Linked DNA regions of Sus scrofa: region 2 is linked to region 1. Evidence: chromatin contacts called from public Hi-C data. All regions are on one chromosome and are shown on one strand. The core of a region is the stretch at or near the end of the contact, and the rest is flanking DNA. Distances in the headings are between cores, read along the strand shown. Region 1 holds the start of CCDC126 (coiled-coil domain-containing protein 126). Region 2 holds the start of DBF4 (DBF4 zinc finger).

Region 1 (4,354 bases), core at 1,635-4,134:
GGGTTTATATATGGGAGTGACATAATTATCACTCTGTTCCATTTTAGCCATTCTGGTGGGTAGTGTAGTATTACCTTGCTGTGGTGTGAATTCCCTGTTCTCTTACGAGATGGACACTTTCTCATGCTTACTGGTTATTTGAATTTCTTCCTTGGTCATGTGTTTGTTCAAGTCTTTTTCTTCTGACTGTAGTTCTTTACATATTCTGGATATAGTACTTCTCTGAATTCTCCCGTGGTATAGTCGGTTAAGGACTGCTATTGTCACTGCAGCGTCTTAGGTCGCTGCTGTGGCTGGGGTTTGATCTTTGTTCTGGGAACTTCCACATGCTTTGGCTGTCTCCCCCCCATCTCTCTCCCGCCAAAGACTTCTCTTGGTTCTACATGCTGTAAGTTTTTTTTCAGTTTTATTGAGAGATAATTAACATACACTTCTGTGTAAATATGGGACATACAACATAATGCTATAATTTCTTATTTGAGGCTTTTTTTTTTAAAGCTCTTTTATTTATTTTTATTTTATTTTACTTTTTTGGTTGCCCAGCTGCATATGGAAGTTCCTGGCCAGGGAGCAAATCTGAGCTGCTGCACCTGCGACCTGTGCCACAGCTGTGCTAAGACTGGATACTTAACCCACTGTGCTGGGATGGGGATCAAACCTGCACCACAGCAGTGACAATGCGAGATCCTTAACTCACAGTGCCACAGCAGGAATTCCTTAGCTCTTTTAATAAGGTGTCATTTGATGAAACCAAGCCTTAAAATATTAATGTAGATGATGTATAGTTTATTCTATTATAATTAGTGATTTTGGATTAATTTAAAAAGTCTACTCCTACCCTTGAAGTCATGGAGATATGCTCTTATTTTATCTTCTAAAAGCTTTATTATCTTGCCTTTCAAATTTATAATCTAATATCCACCCGGAAATGATTTTTTTGTGTGTAATATGAAGAGCCCGATTTCACTTTTTTTCTTCTAAATGGAAATTTGTCCCAGCATCAATTATTGAAAACCATTCTTTAAGTATTGCGTTGCATCACCTCATGACAATATATATCGAATTCCCATGTATGGATGAGACTTTCTGGTCTCTTTATTCTGTTCTATTGGTATAAATGGTGTATCCTTGATCCAATACCACACTGCCTTAATGATTATTGCTTTATAATAAAGCTTGCTATCTGGTTTCATGAGGCTTTCTCCTCTTCTTTCTTTTACTTCCTTCTCTTCCCCATGTATGCCTGTCTTTGCCCTTGCATTAAAATTTTATTTTTTATTTATATATTTTTTGCCTTTCTAGGGCTGCTCCCGTGGCATATGGAGGTTCCCAGGCTAGGGGTCGAATCAGAGCTGTAGCTGTCGGCCTACACCACAGCCACAGCAACACGGGATCCAAGCTGCGTCTGCGAACTACACCACAGTTCACGGCAATGCCGGATCCTTAACCCGCTGAGCAAGGCCAGGGATCGAACCTGCAACCTCATAGTTCCTAGTCAGATTTGTTAACCACTGCTCTACAACGGGAATTCTGTGCTCTTGCATAAAATTTTAAATTAGCTTCTTAAGTTTCTTTTGCTCTTTGCGCCTGCGCGTGTGCACACACACACACACACACACACACACACACACACTGAGATTTATGTGGAATTGCACTGGATCTACAGATAAATCTGGGGAGAACTTATATCTTTCAGTACTGAAACTTCCAATTTGTGAACATATATTATCATCTTTTGTTTAGGTCTTTTTCAGTGTTTTAAAATGTTTTTTTTTGGAGTTCTTGCTGTGCCACAGAGGATTAAGAACCTGACTGCAGCACCTTGGGCCGCTGCTGACATATGGGTTTGATCCCCTGCCCAGCTCAATGGGATAAAGGATCTGGTGCTACCGGCAGCATAGGGCACAGCTTGACTCATTCAATCCCTGGCTTGGAAACTTCTATATGTTTCAGGGCAGCAATTAAAAAAATTTTTTTGGAGTTCCTGTCATGTCTTAGCGGAAACGAATCCGAATAGTAACCATGAGGTTTCGAGTTCGATCCTTGGCCTCTCTCAATGGGTAAAGAATCTTATGTTGCCTTGAGCTGTGGTGTAGGTTGTAGACTGGGCTTGGATGTGACTTTGCTAGTCGTAGGCCAGGGGCTATAGCTCCAATTGGACCCCTAGCCTGGGAACCTTATTATGCCTCGGGTGAGGCCCTGAAAAAAAAATTGTTTTTCTTCATGTAAGTCTTGCATATCTTTGATTGATTTATTCCTCCATATTTGATACTTGTTTGACGCTATTGTAAGCTTCAAATTTCTAACGAAAAAAATTCAGTTCTCTTTTTTCCTGGAGTATAGAAATATGAATTGGTTTAAAAATACTGTATCCATTAACCTTGTTGAACTCATTAATTGTAACATTTTATCTTTAATTCTTTTCGATTTGTCACATAATATTATTAATTTCTTCCCTTCATGTTCAGTCTTTAGTCCTTTTATTTTTCTTGCCTTACTCCATTGGCTAAGAACATTCCAGGGCAATAACCGGCATTCTTGTTAGTAGTATACTTTAAATCACTGCTAAGCCCTTCTACCTCGAGCCAGCAGTGTGTAATTGCTGGTTCCCAGCTGGAGGATTTGATTGAGCCGCCCACGCTCTTCTTTCAGCAGCTGCAACGAATTAAAGCAGAAAGCACGCCTCCCTCAAGCTCATCCCGGATTCCAAAGAAGGAGCTGGCCGCCCTCTCCAGTTGCCACGCAACGGCGTCATCCTGACCGGGAGTAGGTGTGCGCCGGCTAGAAGCACGTGCCGCCGCTTCCGCATTCCGGGGACTACATCCCCCACAATGCCGCGCGCCGCGGCCAGCAGGTCTCCGAAGTGGGGGGAAGGGCCGGGCCAGGAGGCGGAGCGGAAGCGGAGTGTGAGGGGCGAGAAGAGTAGAATCTCCACAACCCGGGAATCAATCTTGTCTGTGACTCCCAGTGCTCGGCCTTCCTCCTTCCGACCTGAAGGCTGCTTCCCAAGCGCGGGACGCCGCTGACGTCTGTTATTCGGATTTCGCTGCGCCGTTTTGGTTCGGGAGCCCGTTGGCGTCGGCGACGGTGACGAGAAGCCCCGAGACAAGGTAATGAGGAGGGGGCAAGAGGGAAGCGGCGGGGGCAAGTGGGAAGCGGCGGGTGGAGGCATCTCCGCCGGCTCGGCCGCGCCTCTCGCGGATCCTCTTGGGCAGGGCGGCCGCCCCTTCTCCGCCGCGCCCCGCCCCCCGCCCTATCGGGGCCGCTGCTACCCGGCGGCTGCGGAGACCCGGCTCGGGCACTGTCCGGCAGCCCCGGGTCACTGTCGGGAGGCTCTTTGTCCCTGCCCTTCGATTCTGACAGTCGCGGCTCTGTGGGCCCTGGGCGGAGAACCGAGCGCGGCGGACTTCGTCCCGCGGCAGCAGGCGCGAGGAGCGCCGGTCCAGAGCTGAGGGGATGGAGCGCCCGTGCGGCAGTAGCACTCTCTTTCTTTTTCTGTTTCTGACAGCTCAGTTCTGTTCTACTTAGAAAGTCAAATGCCCTTTTTCACTTTTCCCTTCGAAACTTAGCTCCTGGATGACTAATAGGGATGAACTTAAACTGTGTCGACTGTGGCTGGTCTCACAAGCCTTATTAAGTAAGAGTGGCTCAGACAATTTCGATTCCAGCCTAATCGACTCACTGCCTGGCCTTAGTGACCTTGGTTAATTAAAGGCTCTAAGCCTGAGTTTTCTCTTCAATCAAGTGGCAGTAACAACACACACCTTTTAAGATGCTGGAATAAGAAATAGTATGCTTACAAACGCCATGAATTCTTCATTTGATGAAAAAATTCTTTGAGTTTGGTACTTACATTAGCTATACTGAAGTGGCATCTAGATGTTGTTTTTCCTTGTTTAATCATAAGCACTCCAGGTCGTGTATTCTTCACTTTATATACTTTATTCGTCTTAAACCTAAGACAGGAATTCTTTAAAATATGCAGTCTTCTCAGTTTCCGCAGTTTGAAGATGGCTGAGAAGGTTCTTAGGAAATTGATGACTCTGCTGTGGATCAGCTTTAGAGATACAAGGACTTATTCACCCCACCCCCACTCCCAGCCGAGTCCTGTGGGGGATCCTTAGAGGAGCTCAAGTATTTGTTTTGGCAGAGTAAACATCTAGGTGTTCTGCAATCCTTAGTGGGGCTTCATCACTTTACCCTAGTTCAGTATTTTTCTTTCTCTACACTTTCCCGCTGGCTAGTAGTTTTCCCCCTTTGGGATTTGTGTTTCCAAGTTGTAGTTTTTGTTCTCAGAATAAGTTGAATGATTGCAATAAATTTTCTAAGGAATGACTTGAAACGTTTCCCATTA
Region 2 (4,572 bases), core at 1,083-3,582, 110 kb after region 1:
AGCTCTTCCAAGATGAAGTAAAATATCACATCAATAAACAATTACAAAACACTTGTTACATGGTCTGCAAATTCCAGTCATGGCAGGATCTGCTCATATTATTCAAAGATGTTAACTAGCACAAATTCAAAGCACAGCAGAAACCTCTGAAGTAGGAAATATAATCTTAACCTCACTAAAATTTACCCCATATTAACTTTAATTCTAAGAAAATCTTAGAATTTAACCCAAATTTTCTAATTTGCTAACCATTTACTCCATGTATAAGGTAAGAAAGAAGCAGGTTTTCCATATTTATAATTTATAATAACTTATAATCCAAAATTGTTTTCTTAATGACATTCATTCTACTGAGACTTTATCATTCAAGAGGAATTTTAAGTCTTTGTGGTTTGAACAGTTTTCCATGTTCTGTAAATAACATTCTTTTATGTAGCTTCCCAATCATAATCAAGAAGCTCCTTCCATCTGGAGGATATCCCAACAAGACAACCAGAAGACAATCTCACTCTTTGTGAACTTTACACCAGACTAATAATCACAGAAACCTGAAAATTTTATCATTTATGATCAACAGCTGATAGAAATTTTAAGCTTAGTGTTTATGTGGTTGTAAGTTTTCCAAAAAGAAAAATTTAAATGATTACATATTAGAAAGTACTAGTTACAAAGTTTTCTTTTTTCGTCAAAAGTGTATGGTTTTGACTTACCCCTCCTAGATCCTTAATGTCCTTTTGCAGTTTTTCAGACAGGGCACCAGAAGGTAAGTCAATATAAAACACTTTTCCCCAGAGTGGCTTATATTTGGATTTTTCTGGTTTGTTATCAGTTTTCAGAGATTTCAAAGATGGTCGGTTTTTCTCATTTTTAACCTGGATTCCACCTGTTGTTTAAAAAATTTAGAATCAGATGATGTTTTATGTAGATGAAATTTCTACTGTTTTGAAAATATTCGTTTATATAATAATCATACTATATAGAGGGAAAAATCTTTATAATTTCACTAATTTAGCAGTCATTAACATTTTGTAGTACCACACAGAATAAAGGCAAAATACCCTATATATTTTAACAAACACTATGTCACAAAATAATTACTGCTTACAGTCAGTAGTTAGATTTGCAGGAAATACGTGTTTATTCATGTTTTATGCGTTAAGGCAGGGAACTATATGAAACCAATTACATCTTAGGATGTAAACTCCGTGGAGTACTTACCAAATACTCAAGGAGCTTCTGCCATTCTGTTGAACACTCAAAACTGGTACTTAACATGTTGAACATCAAATAATGCAAGAAACCTGTTACCCAGAATGACCCAATCCTCTAGTTTCTATCTGCTCAAGGTTTAGTTTCAGTCAGAGTTACTGTACATATTAAGAACTAAATGGTCCATTTGAAGAACTAAATCACCATTCATTTCATTCTTTTGAAAACAAATTTGAGATCCAAACAACTGTTTAAAAAATTAAGGACTCAATCTGCTCATAAGTAGAAGACCACAGTAAATATACATATACACTATACATCTAAAAGGAAAACTTAAAGGCTGGAATCCTTTACCAAATAAAAGTGATCGAAAAATGAAAATTTACCTTTGTTTCTATTTTGAAAACAACAATGGTGTGTTTGAAATACAAATACTTTCCCTCCACTTTATGAGTAAAACCAAAAATCTACACCCACAATCACCCAATTTAATCCTGAAGCGAAAAGCCCTCAGCACATCTGCTTTTAAAGAGACTCTAGCTACAGCCTCAAACGGTCGCAGCGTCTGTGGGAGCCCCGGAGAGTTCCCGGGTTCGCACATTGTCTTCAGATTTCACAACCGAAGGCACCACTGGGAATCTGCGGTTGAAGCTGGAACGCTGAGGGCGCGAGAGCAGGGCCGGGATCCACTCACTTTCTGAGGCAAAACCTTAAACCGAGCCTTCCTTCAGGCCTCAGAGCAGAAGGAACATGTCAGAATAGGAAAGCAGCAGACTCAGCGCGAGAAATCTCAAGAATTAATAATGGAACCAGGAGGGGAGGAAAGGATTAAAGGGACTGCGGGCGGAGGAGGGGCTTCATACCCTGGAAATGTCCTCTGCTGTGGATCCTCATGGCTCCGGAGTTCATGGCAACTCGCCGGTACCTACATGCTGGGTCCGGGGAGGGTGTCGCGCCGGGTGGCCGCGGAAACACAGCTCCTCGAGGCCCGTTGACCGGCCGCTCGCTTCTCCTCTTCCGCGGGCCACCACACCCACGAAGGAGAGAGGCCGCGTCTATCCGCCGGGTTTCCGGGGCCGAACTTAACCCCAGGGCGCGGAGCAGGAAAAGGTGAAGCACAACGAGTGGGCTGCGGCGGTTGAAGATTTGAAAACGCGTCACGCGACGCGGCGCCGATACGCGCGCCCCGCCCCCTCTCACGCGGCACGCCTCGCCCCGCCTCGCGCTCGCCCCCACGTGCCCGCCCCCTCGCGTCGCGCTGGACCCCTGCGTGCCCGCCTCTTCGCGCTGCGCGCCCCACCCCTCACGCCCCGCCTCCTCCCGCCGTGCGCCCCGCCCCCACGGGCCGCGTCTCCACCCGCTCCCCTCCCCCACTGCGATGCTTTCTCAGCCTCATCTTCGCGGTTGGTTCCTGCTGCTTCTTGTCCCTATGCTTTTTTGTACAGTCCCTGTGGCTCGGAGTTGACCAAACGTAGTGAATGCAGTTAGCACCAAAGGCCGGCCCACCCTGCCCTCAGCGTCATTCCCGCCTTTTGAGGTTGCTGGGACCGCCTGCACTGCAGCCGCCTCCTCCCTCAGGTACGCTAGTTTTCCTCGACCTGTCCGGAGGGCTGGAAGCGCGGCGGCTGCGGCCGAGCCAGGACTCACCTTTAGGCCGGGCAGGTTGGCAGCGACAGACTCTGTTCGGCTCGCCCAGAGTCGCAGAGCGTAGTTTTCCCGCGGTCGCCCCGCTGGCTGGAGGCAGGCCGCAAAGGGACTCTCCCGGCAGAGAGCGGCGGCGGGTTTGGGGGGGGCGTCGGAGCGAGGGTTGGGCCTGAAGGCCCCGGCCTGGAGCGCGTCCGGGGCGCTTTGTGCCTTTTGATGCTTGTGTGCACCGCTCAGTTAACCTCTGCTGTGCACTCTGTTGTTTTCGTCTTATTGGGTAGAAGTTTATTTCAGCAATAACAGAACGAAAGGGGAATTCGAAATCTCAAGTCTACGATTTGGGGTCTGGACCAACCACCGATTAGCCTGTAAAACTTGGGTTTAATTACCTAATCCCTTTGAGACTCAGTTTTTTCATCCGGGACTTGTAGTAAAGAATAAATTTGAATGTTTTGAGAAGTAAATTAATTTTCTAAGTGGGAGAGCGCTTACACATACAAAATGAATTTTGGTGTTTCTGCTCTTAAACTTCTTAAAGAGTAAAAAGGGTTAAATCTTGTGCTGTTTTGCTTTTCTTACCTCCTGGCCTCGGTGGTCACTTATTGTTTAATGATTGATTTTTAACTCAGTAGCTCGGGGAAGTTAGTGCCGATATCACCGTTTCACAAATAGGTAGTTTAAAGCAAAGATAAGGGTAAATTGTAATACCGTTAGTCAAAATGGAGAGCACAGAGAGGTGGTCCAGGTTTGCTAAGGGAAATTAGAGTTTTGCAGTGATGGTTTTAGTTTGAGGGGCTTGAGGAGACAGGTGTGGAACTGTCTTTATTAGACGCTTGGTAATATTTGTCTATAATTCAGGGGAGATGTTCTGGAGGGAGTGATGGTGGTGGCACAGAAAGGGAATATAGATTGATTTGAGAGACATGGTACAGACCAATCACTGATTCTCAGTCATAGGGTGATATGTAAAAGGTTATCAGATCTTGGAGGAGGTATAGTTTGAACAAACATATTTCCATTAGAATTTCTTTTTGGGAAATAAAATCTGTTTTCAAAATGTAGGCTACAAAAAGAGCACAAGATTTATATGTTCACAAGAAGTTTTAAAAGATTGAGAAACACCTAATATAGAATGCAGTTAAAGTCATGGGAGAAAATGAAATTGCCCTGGAGAGCATGTGAAATAGGAGAAGTAGTGATGAGCAGAGGATGAGGAAATAGAGAAAGAGATGGAGAAAAGGCCACAGAGTTAGAACTGGGAACCAGTCTTCAAATGTCACATAGTTAAAAACATTGGGATTGACAGGCTTTACTAACTATATGGCTTTGGGTAATTTTGATCTAGATTTTAATTTGTGAAAAGAGGGTAATAAACACTTCCAGGTGTTCTGAGAATTAATTGAAACTCTTTTGAGAGCTAATTATTAGTGCAGTGCCTGATAGAGTGAGAGCTGGCAAGTGCTGTCGTTTTGTTGAACTCCTGTTATCAGCCTCTCCGTCTTCAGAGTTCCAAAAGGCTAAGACTGGAAAAATAGGGCTTGGATTCTGGTGATGAAGATGTTTTTTGGTTACTTAGTGACAGTTTCAGTAGATGGCTAAGGTAAGTACTATATAAAAATGATGGGCTTGAAGTGGAGACAGGTTGAATATATTACTAAAAAATTTGTCCCTGTAGGGAATTTATAGGAAGGGACAATAGGGTCTTGGGGAGGTTTGGGG

Evidence for each region. Hi-C and Micro-C count contacts between places; a contact is called where the count stands out from the background.
Region 2: a Hi-C map of brain shows a contact between it and region 1, with 4 times the contacts expected there. The contact joins the promoter of DBF4 here to the promoter of CCDC126 in region 1. A contact is called at or near these places in 3 of 5 promoter capture datasets (fetal liver, fetal skeletal muscle and liver), 13 of 47 Hi-C or Micro-C datasets (brain, embryonic fibroblasts, fetal heart ventricle and 7 more) and 2 of 2 datasets of contacts at active chromatin or transcription factors (alveolar macrophages and skeletal muscle).

Annotation. Positions count from the first base shown.
Region 1 is chr9:92,369,186-92,373,539 of Sscrofa11.1, forward strand. It overlaps CCDC126 (coiled-coil domain-containing protein 126), which reads left to right and starts at 2,885. Exons shown (of 3, transcript XM_003357478.4): 1 at 2,885-3,110.
Region 2 is chr9:92,478,983-92,483,554 of Sscrofa11.1, forward strand. DBF4 (DBF4 zinc finger) reads right to left here and starts at 2,333. Exons shown (of 12, transcript NM_001137637.1): 1 at 2,073-2,333; 2 at 711-883. The coding sequence starts at 2,118. SLC25A40 (solute carrier family 25 member 40) reads left to right here and starts at 2,543. Exons shown (of 12, transcript XM_021102524.1): 1 at 2,543-2,787.